Linked DNA regions of Arabidopsis thaliana: region 1 is linked to region 2. Evidence: chromatin contacts called from public capture Hi-C data. All regions are on one chromosome and are shown on one strand. The core of a region is the stretch at or near the end of the contact, and the rest is flanking DNA. Distances in the headings are between cores, read along the strand shown.

Region 1 (4,829 bases), core at 1,181-3,680, 79 kb before region 2:
TGTAAGTACATCTTTCATTTTAGGTACAAGAAAATAACTAAATCCTCTATCTTCCTGAACGCTAAAATAAGACGAAAACGCTTTATCCAATAATCGAGTCTCACCCGCACCACCAAAGGCTTCGTGAATCTCTAAATGCAAGAAATGGACAACATCTACTAGTTTCTCCATCACCTAAGTATTATTAGTATTTTCAAGAATTAGCAATTGTGAATGCAGATGAGCCAAGCAACTCCAAATAAAAGGAAATATTATACGTTTATTGCAGCCCTTACCTCTTCCAAGATCCTAGACCAAAGAGACTTTTTCTTTAAGTTTCTAACATGCTTCTTCTGACTCTTTAATTCAGTTCTCAAGATAGCGAGGGTATCTCCCACACCTTATGTAAAAGGAGAAAAAATGGAAGATAAATTAGAACGACATCCAACAAATAGAAGAAACTAGAGTGTAAAACAATAGCATCCATTCCCAAAGATATTAAGAATAGATATTTTCTTTTTGGTACTTACCTCGTTGTGCTGTGCTTGGGTTCTCTTCTTCCTGGATCTTACGTTGGTAATCTTGTTCAAACCTATCCAGCGCATGGAGTTCATGATACAAGTCCTGAAACATAACATATACTCAGAGTAGATCGCTATTGAGGAAGTCAAACAGGACCAAATATCACAATTTTGCATGAAAATACGTACAGCTGTAAAATGAACAAATGACATCATCTGGTGCATAATGGTCTCTGCTTCCTGTTTCAAGTGTTTCTGGGGTGTAAATTCAGAGCCCAACCTAAATCATAACACAGAACTAATGAAAAGTCAGATACTTTCCAAAAGGAATACACCCGTTGTGTGACCACCAAAGTGACAGGATCATGTTGGAACCTGTCAAAGAAACGATCCAGGTTGTGGTATTGAGGATCCTTGCAACGATTCCCAAAACGCACCACCTCTCCAGAAAAAATCCTCAACTCTTCCCTGTATACAATTTCAACCGTCACTTATCTCCAAACTACAAATTAGAAAACAGCATCAACACAGAACACAATCACAAACAATTGTTACCTTTTATCAGCAGCAGCAATTCTCAACAGTTCATCCATGTCTTTCGATATCAGGTTCTGAACACCTTCTGAAGGTAACACAACCTCTTTCAAATGAGTAATGCTATCTTTCGAAAGAGAATGCATAAGATTGGCGCCTTTAACAATAGTATTAGCAACTTCAAAAGACAAGATTGATATCTTATTCCCTTTCACCGTCGTCGCAGAAGAAAACCCCCCACTAAGATTCAGATTCGTCATACTACTCCCGAGTGTATCCAACACATCCACAGCTTTACCAAGTCCCATAGTACCAGCCCTACCCAAAAGAGAGCTTACTTCCGAAACCTATAAACAAAAACACCTTAGTATAATAAATTTGAACTCAGAACTAACAACACACAACAGCTTAACATTTCTTTATATACCTTAGCAACAGCAGCTTGTCTAGACTTAGTGGATCTAGATTTCTGAGATAAAACCCTCGATAACCGAGGAATCCCATCCTCGATATTTTGAGGATGAGATCCACTAGAGACTATAGGAAACGAAAACGATTCCGATGTATGCTTATTATCATCAACATTCTCGGTAACAGGAGAAGGATCATCTTTAAGTCCACTTTCACCAGAATGAGAATTCAAGTCAGAGGCATTGTTATTGAGATGATGACCATTAACATGTGCAAAGGTTCCACCAGGAGCATTATTTACAGATGAACTCCTTGAACAAAGCCCACCCATCACAGCAAGTTTCCAAATTTAGCTCTCAAACTCTCTCGAAACTCTCCATACGCAAAAAAAAACTCTGATCTCGGATTGAACTCTCTAGGAAACTTGAAATGGATGAACAATGTAACCAGCGAAACACTGTAATCGCAAATCCTGATTTGTATGAAAGCAACAGTCCATTAATGGAGCAAATTGCTCAGTGGAAAAAAACTTGATTCTCTCATACGAAACCTGCCAATGAATCAAGAAGATTTTAAAGTCAAGAGGAAATCGAAAACCCTAGCTAAAGAAGAACCCAAAACGACAAATTCAATTCAGTAGCTTGAAGGAATGGAGAAGAAAGACCTAAGAAGAGTCAGAAACTTGGATCTGGGAATTAGATTGAAGTTCAGATTCTTCTTCTTCTTCTTCGTCGCTAGTTCTTGAGCAAAGCTCTAGAGAGAAGTGAGAAGCTCTCAGCTGAAGAATCGTGGAGATGTCTACAAGGAAAAGAGAAGAAGAAACGCGACTCGAGAAAGAGAGAGAGAGGAGAGATGAATTGAATTTGGGTTAGTCTGAAGAGAGAGGAGGAGTTGGAGAGTGTCAGATGGTGAAGTTAGCCAAAAATTCAACCCCCAAAGGCTTTTTCTCGTTTTACCCATTTCTACACTCTTCAAAACTCTCAATCCCATTTACACATTTTTATTATTTTTTTACTAACAAGTTGCAGTATATTTTATATTATCAAATATTACTACATAATTAGAATTATTTTGTATGTTACCAAATTTTATTTACATAGTTAAATTTATGTTTATATAGTCTTTTAAATGGATTTCATTGAAATTCTTTGAATTGGGATCACTTCAACAGAAATCAGAAATAAAGACACGTCAATTTCGAAGAATACCATATGTTGTTATCAAATTATCATCAAATACATATCGGTGTAATGTTTCGAGTTTGTTATGCGAAAATTCACTTTTGATAGGTGTTTTTTGGAATTTAAATTAGTATTGTGATGGAATAATTAATGTCGATAAAATCGATTTTCGTCGAGTTATAAGATTCGGAATAAATATTGTTTTCTCTTTGTGATTTCAATCTATTTTTCTTTTGTTTGAAATCATTCTAATTCAATATTATTGAGGCAAAAAAGAGTTATGGTTATATAAAAGAATTACAATATAATATCTTTTGTTGTATATTCCAAGTAGTAAACTAAGTTGTATCAAGTAGTAAATTTTGAAATATTTAACCATTTTGTACCTTTGATTGTGTGAATGAAGGAAGTATTTGGTAATTATTGTAAGTCCTTGAAATAGAAAAAGGTGAAGAAAATCAGTCAACATGTATATGCATATCTAGTTTTGAAAATGAAAGTTGACTTTTTACCAAGTAAAGGACAACAGAATCTAAAGTAGGTTTCAAATTACATTGTTTTACCAAATAACCTATGTGTGGCAATGTCATAATAGCTTTATAGCATGGTCAAAGGTAGGAAGCTTGAATAAAAAAAAAATGTTGATATCATATAGGAAAATAATTGTTATTATCATTTAGTATTTATGTAAATAAATGGAATGTGATGGCCCATAGCTTATTTATTACATAAAAGATAAAAGCTATAAAATGATTTGGAACTTCAAAGGTATGATCATTTATTTGGAATGTTATAATTATTCAAAAGAAAAACAAATTACAAGCGAGTTTTTATCTTTTTTTTTTCAAGTCTTGAGATTTCAATATTAATTAGTAGTTTGTAGTTGTAAAAAAAAACAGAAAGAGATTTCAATCGTATTTTCATAAACATGATCCTAAACCAATTTCAATGATAAACTAAGTGAAATTAATTCTTAGTATTTTAGGCTACTTATTTAACTGCGAATTAGCCTAATTTAATGATAAGGTTGCCTCTCTTTTGGACCAATTCCACGTTTCAACAAGTTCACATTGGTCAAATCTTTTGAGTTATTCTTCTGTCTCCATCGCAATTCATCATGAATATTTTGATTCTACATTTCTTTTTCTTTCTTTTTTTGCTCAATTTTTTGGTCAAATGATTCCACAATTCAATTTATATTTTTTGTAACTAATTCATTAGCCCCCACACTCCTAATACAAGAAAACAAAACAAAGGCACCTGAATTATCAAATACTAGTTTACGGCCCGCGCTATGCGCGAACAAATTAGTTAGAATCAATTAAATAACTATATTTTGTAAATGTCTTTACATCAGTAGAAGATCAAACAATTTTGTAAAGCATAATGCATATATTAAAAAGTTTGGATTTTTCTTGATTAATTGAAATCAGGTCTAATAGTTATAGTGGTCATAAACCTCTGAACATATTTCATTAGTTTAACAGAACTGGTACATGACATGAGAACTTCACACACGTTCGGTTATAAGTACGACATACAAACTGAAAACTAGATATTTTAAACCGTTTTTGTGACATTATTTGCGTCTAGTACATATGTGCTTATGTGTCTAACTTGTTTCCTCCACGTACCAAGGCATACCACACCTATAGAAAAATGCAAAACCATTTTTTAGTATAGTTACCGACAATCACTCATCAACTTTCCAAAATAAAACAAATAGAGTTAAATTCAAAGAAAAACGTTTATTTTTATTTTGAATATAATTTAACATTAAATTCAAAAAGATAAAAGGTAGTTGTGTCCAGAACTTGACTTGAGATCAATTTGATTGAGGTACTAATTTTCGAGAGGGATAGAAAATGCAATTATTATGAAGAAGACATCAAGTACAGAAAGGCAAAAAAAAACATTGTAAGGAAAAAATAAGAAATTATTGAAAGAGACATCTATCGTCCAATTTGTTCTTTGTATACGCTAATAACTATAAAGACACATCTATACATGCCCTAGCTTGTTCAACTGCAAACTAATAAGCCAAATTATAGATTTGGAAAATAACACCATATTACGAATTAAGAAACAAAGGCTTATAACATTGTCTAACATAAAAGAATATAAATTTGAATGCATGTGAAGTAGATGACTGACCTTGTTGTTTGTATTCTCCCGCAATATACAAATGCCAAAATTAATGTCT
Region 2 (4,409 bases), core at 479-2,978:
TGTCGTGCAACACAAGTCCTGTCTGCGCCACGTAACCATCCTCTCTTATCTTGAACCTATCCTCATCAACCAAAATAACAAGAAAGCAGTAAATCAAAAGCATTAAAATTCACCAATCTCAGCTCTTAGAACTTGTTCTGTACCTGATCTCATCGATCTTCTCATAAATCTCTCTCCACTGTTCATGGCTCTTGTCACTGTTGTAGAATTCATGAATCGTTCCTTTGGCTTCTATGTAGCTAAGACCTGGAATTTTCTTCACTTGTTTGCTTTCCATATCATCTCTCACTCGTCCTACATCTTTCCACCGTCCCTGCGCAGCATAAACATTCGATAGCAACACAAAATCACCATCATTGTTAACTCCCATTTCCTTTATTTCCCTAGAAGCAATCTCAGCCATTTCAACATCACTATAAATCTCCGAAGCTCCAAGAAGGCTCTGCCACAAAACAGGATCCGGAATCATCGACATTGAACATATGATATCGTGAGCTTCTCTCAACCTTCCTGCACGGCTTAACAGATCAACCACACAACCATAGTGCTTCATGTTACGCTCAACGCCCTTACAAGCCATATTATTGAATACAGACAAACCATACTCCACTAACCCCGCATGTCTACACGCAGTTAAAGCAGCTAAGTACGAGACATCATCAGGCTTAATACCATTATCCTCCAACTTGTCAAAAATCTCCAACGCTCTATGTGCTTCTCCATGCACTGCAAACCCTGTAATCATAGTGTTCCATGTAACAACACTCTTCTTACCAGTGAATTGTTCAAACACTTGATAAGCTTTATCAACAAACCCGCATTTCGAATACATATCAATAGCCGCGTTACTAACAATCACATTATCGTTACTGTATCCATGGAAGATATTTTCACCTTCCTTAACATCACCCAAATGAGAACAAGCTCCTAAAGCAGCAACAACAGTTACTTCACTTCTTCTAATTCCTTCCGTTTCCATTCTCTTATACAACTCCATCGCCTCACTCGCTCGATTACCAGACACTAACCCCGCGATCAACGCGTTCCACGACGCAACATCTCTCACAGGCATTTCATCGAACAACTTATACGCACTAATTAAATCTCCGTTTTTAGAGTAAGCATCAAGCAACGTAGTACAAAGAAGCGAATCAGCGGATAATCCCCGACGGTTAATCTGACAATGAAGTTGATCCATAGCGGAAGAACAAAGCGCACGTGCACAAGCTTTAAGAGTAAAAGAACAAGTCAAAGCATCGACTCTACATATAGCCGACGATGACGAAGATTGCTGCAACATGGAACGATACCATGAAAACGCAAGTGAAGGATGAGAACTTCCGGCGAATCCGCGGATGATTGCGTTCCAATCATTGGTTAAAGGTTTAGGGATGTACCGGAAAATTTGTACGGCGAAGGAAAGGTCTCCGAATGGTGAGATTGCGCAGCGTTCGAGAAGACGAGAACGGAGAAAGGAAGATTGGAAATGGCCGGCGGTGAGGAAGTGAGATTGGAGTTGTTTGATTTGGGAGAAGCTGACGCATTTTTGTATCATCGTCTCCATGTAAACACGAGCCATTCCATTGACGGGGCTGCACCAAATTAAACCGGGCTCACGAATCAGTTGGTATAAGGGATTGCTTGATCGGTTTTGTTTTTTTTTAAACCGAAATCAAACCAAAAATGAATCAGTTTTCATGGCCATTCATGTTTCTTAACATTCTTGACAACACATATTTAACGTTAAGGGAAATTTTTCACTGGTCATATAAATCACACCTAATTTACCTTTATAGTTTATTATCAATTTACTAGAACAACCATAATGGAAGTGTGGGCTTAGACGTAAGTTCCCAACAGTATTGACTATTGATCAACTGACCCCAATGGAATTTTTAAAAATAGCTTAACTTTTTATTAAAAATATTAAATTGACCCATCCCAAAAAGATAATCGACCCATGTACTATTTTTAAGTTACAAGATTACAAGTGAAAGTCTAATTAATATTTATAGTGTTCTTAATACTTATACATAATATTTTAAAATTTATTTTAAGTAAGTATACCATAATTAGGTCCATTAATATGAATTTAACCTAATATATTTACATTTATTTTTAGTTAGTCTAACACTGATTTAGCTTCTTTCTATGTTCCAGATTAGTTTATATCATGTACTTATATATTAATTTTTGAATATAAAAATTTATTAACTAATTTGAATCTAATATTCACGAGTTGTATGATGATTTAGTTTTAACTATGATGGATAGTTATTCTGGTTCCACTACTGTGTTTCGGTCGCAACAAATTTTAACTGAAGAAATATCATGAGTGAACTCATTGAATTTTGTGTATAAGTCACGCTCGTCAACACTCGAATAAAGATCTCCTACATATAGTGTAAGCTTTTCAAATTCGTTCTCTGAAGTTCACATAGTTGAAAATAGGTCTTCATTCTCTAATAACTTTTATTCGGTGAGAGCAAAATAATTCTATTGTTGTACTATATATATGGTCTTGAAGTCATATAAAAAGTTAGTTCCTTACTAGGATTAGGTTTTTATATTTTCTACTAGGACTATATTAATAATTTCCAAAATCAAACAGAAAAAGAGTTAAAGATAAGCTTTAACTATTACGATAAGCATAAAGAGATAATAAAGGTTATCTTACTATCACACTCAGTGCCAGTTTAAGTACAAGGGCGGATAGTGCAATCGTTCTATATTTGAGCACATTTTTTTTTGTATATATAAAGAGAGTTCAAATTTTGAAAATCCCTTAAATTAAAGGTAATAAAAAAATGGTACTTTTGCAAATCCCCAAATTAAAAGGAAATAAATCATGAGTTAAAAATTTTAGATTAATAATCAATCCTTATATAGTAAAACATCTATAAATTAAAATAATATATCTATAAATTAATAATGTTAGGACAATTATATTCTATTAATTTATAATGATATTAATTTTTATATTTATTACTTCTCTGTTCATCATTTGTTGATTTTCTATTAAAAAAAAAAGTTGTTTCTAAAATATTGATTTTCTAGGTTTTCTATGCAATATTTATTAGTTATTATTGATGAATTGTAAACTTCAAAAAAGAAAATTGAATATCATTGGTTTAGAATTATAAAAAATTGTAAATACATTTATAATCAATTTTTAATATATGTATTTTGCTAAAAAAAATCAATCAATACGGAACATAGGAAGTATTTTATAGCATAAATAAATATTAATTAATCTATAAAGAGATTTGATTTAATTGTTAAATTTCTAGACAAATATGAAACTGAGATAATTTTATCTAATTAGTGTTTTAGATATTAATTTGTTTTTAGTTTTGGATTTACAATTTAGAAAAGCTCTTTCCGCAATAAATTACAAAGACTCTAGATGCATTAACTTATTCAAACGATATACACAAATTCTTATTTTAATTATTCCAAAATGAAAAACTCACATAAAATTTTGGTTATTTTTATAATCAAAAGTTATAGAGTATATCCTACAACACTCAAGTTTAAAAGCAAAAAAAAAAATTTGTTTCATACAATATAAGTTAGAGAGACCAGCTCTAACAGAAATTTAATTTCTTAGAGAAATATTAAAACCATATATTAGTATATTATTACTGTATATGTAATCAATGCAAACAATCAACTGCTACAAACAACAGACTCAAAGCCTCTCTATTCTTTTGATGGTCGCCGAGATTGCCCCCTTACACTACACATGCCAAAGTTTCTTCTTTCCTTGGTTTCAGTTTCGCAGTTCGTTCTTCATACGACGCTGCAAGAAAAAGAAAAAAGCAAGAGGATCATGTATTTGAGATTTCAATATTTGCATATGTACATTTTACAGTGAGATTTCGAAGAAGACTTACGCTCAGTTGGTCGAGATAACAGGGGAACGTGTTCTGCCCTTTTCTTCTTTTTTTCTACGCCATTGCATGAGCTTTCCTCTGTTGAAACTGAAATTTTATTTTGAGTTGATTCTCTCTTTCATAGAAGTCATCTTACTACTATTTAGTATTTACAGTAAAGGGTAAAGGAAATACTGATGTATCGTACCATTGTTGCTTAGAGGTAAACAGTTTCGGAGAGCCTCCTGATAAATTACAGACTCTAATTGGTATGTCAATGATTCATTCTTGAAATGAGACCGCAGTGACTCTGCAGCACCTTTAGGCATGAAAAAGGGGTTTGTTATTATCATATCTACTCAATCTAAAACCACTTCCAAGATATCTGAATCAGACTTTGTTACCTGGAGAACATATGAAGTCAACATTTTCGAATTCACATGTACGGAGGACTAAGGGTATCTCTGAGGCCAATAGGTATTGAGGTTTTCTTGGCGTTTTCTTTGTGTCCAACAATGTATCTATCACCTGGGT

What was found. Capture Hi-C pulls out chosen DNA fragments and counts their contacts.
Region 1: a contact with region 2 is called in a capture Hi-C map of seedling, with 1.7 times the contacts expected there. The contact joins the promoter of AT1G34320 here to the promoter of AT1G34160 in region 2. A contact is called at or near these places in 1 of 26 Hi-C or Micro-C datasets (root) and 2 of 3 other capture datasets (seedling and shoot).

Annotation. Positions count from the first base shown.
Region 1 is chr1:12,517,660-12,522,488 of TAIR10.1, reverse strand. It overlaps AT1G34320 (Ikzf5 (DUF668)), which reads right to left and starts at 2,430. Exons shown (of 13, transcript NM_103154.4): 1 at 2,110-2,430; 2 at 1,462-1,995; 3 at 1,056-1,381; 4 at 876-968; 5 at 690-780; 6 at 510-603; 7 at 276-379; 8 at 105-174. The coding sequence starts at 1,776.
Region 2 is chr1:12,438,563-12,442,971 of TAIR10.1, reverse strand. It overlaps AT1G34160 (Tetratricopeptide repeat (TPR)-like superfamily protein), which reads right to left and starts at 1,728. Exons shown (of 2, transcript NM_103139.3): 1 at 144-1,728; 2 at 1-56. The coding sequence starts at 1,579. It overlaps AT1G34150 (Pseudouridine synthase family protein), which reads right to left. Exons shown (of 14, transcript NM_103138.3): 11 at 4,280-4,403; 12 at 4,084-4,194; 13 at 3,897-3,983; 14 at 3,473-3,802. The coding sequence ends at 3,735.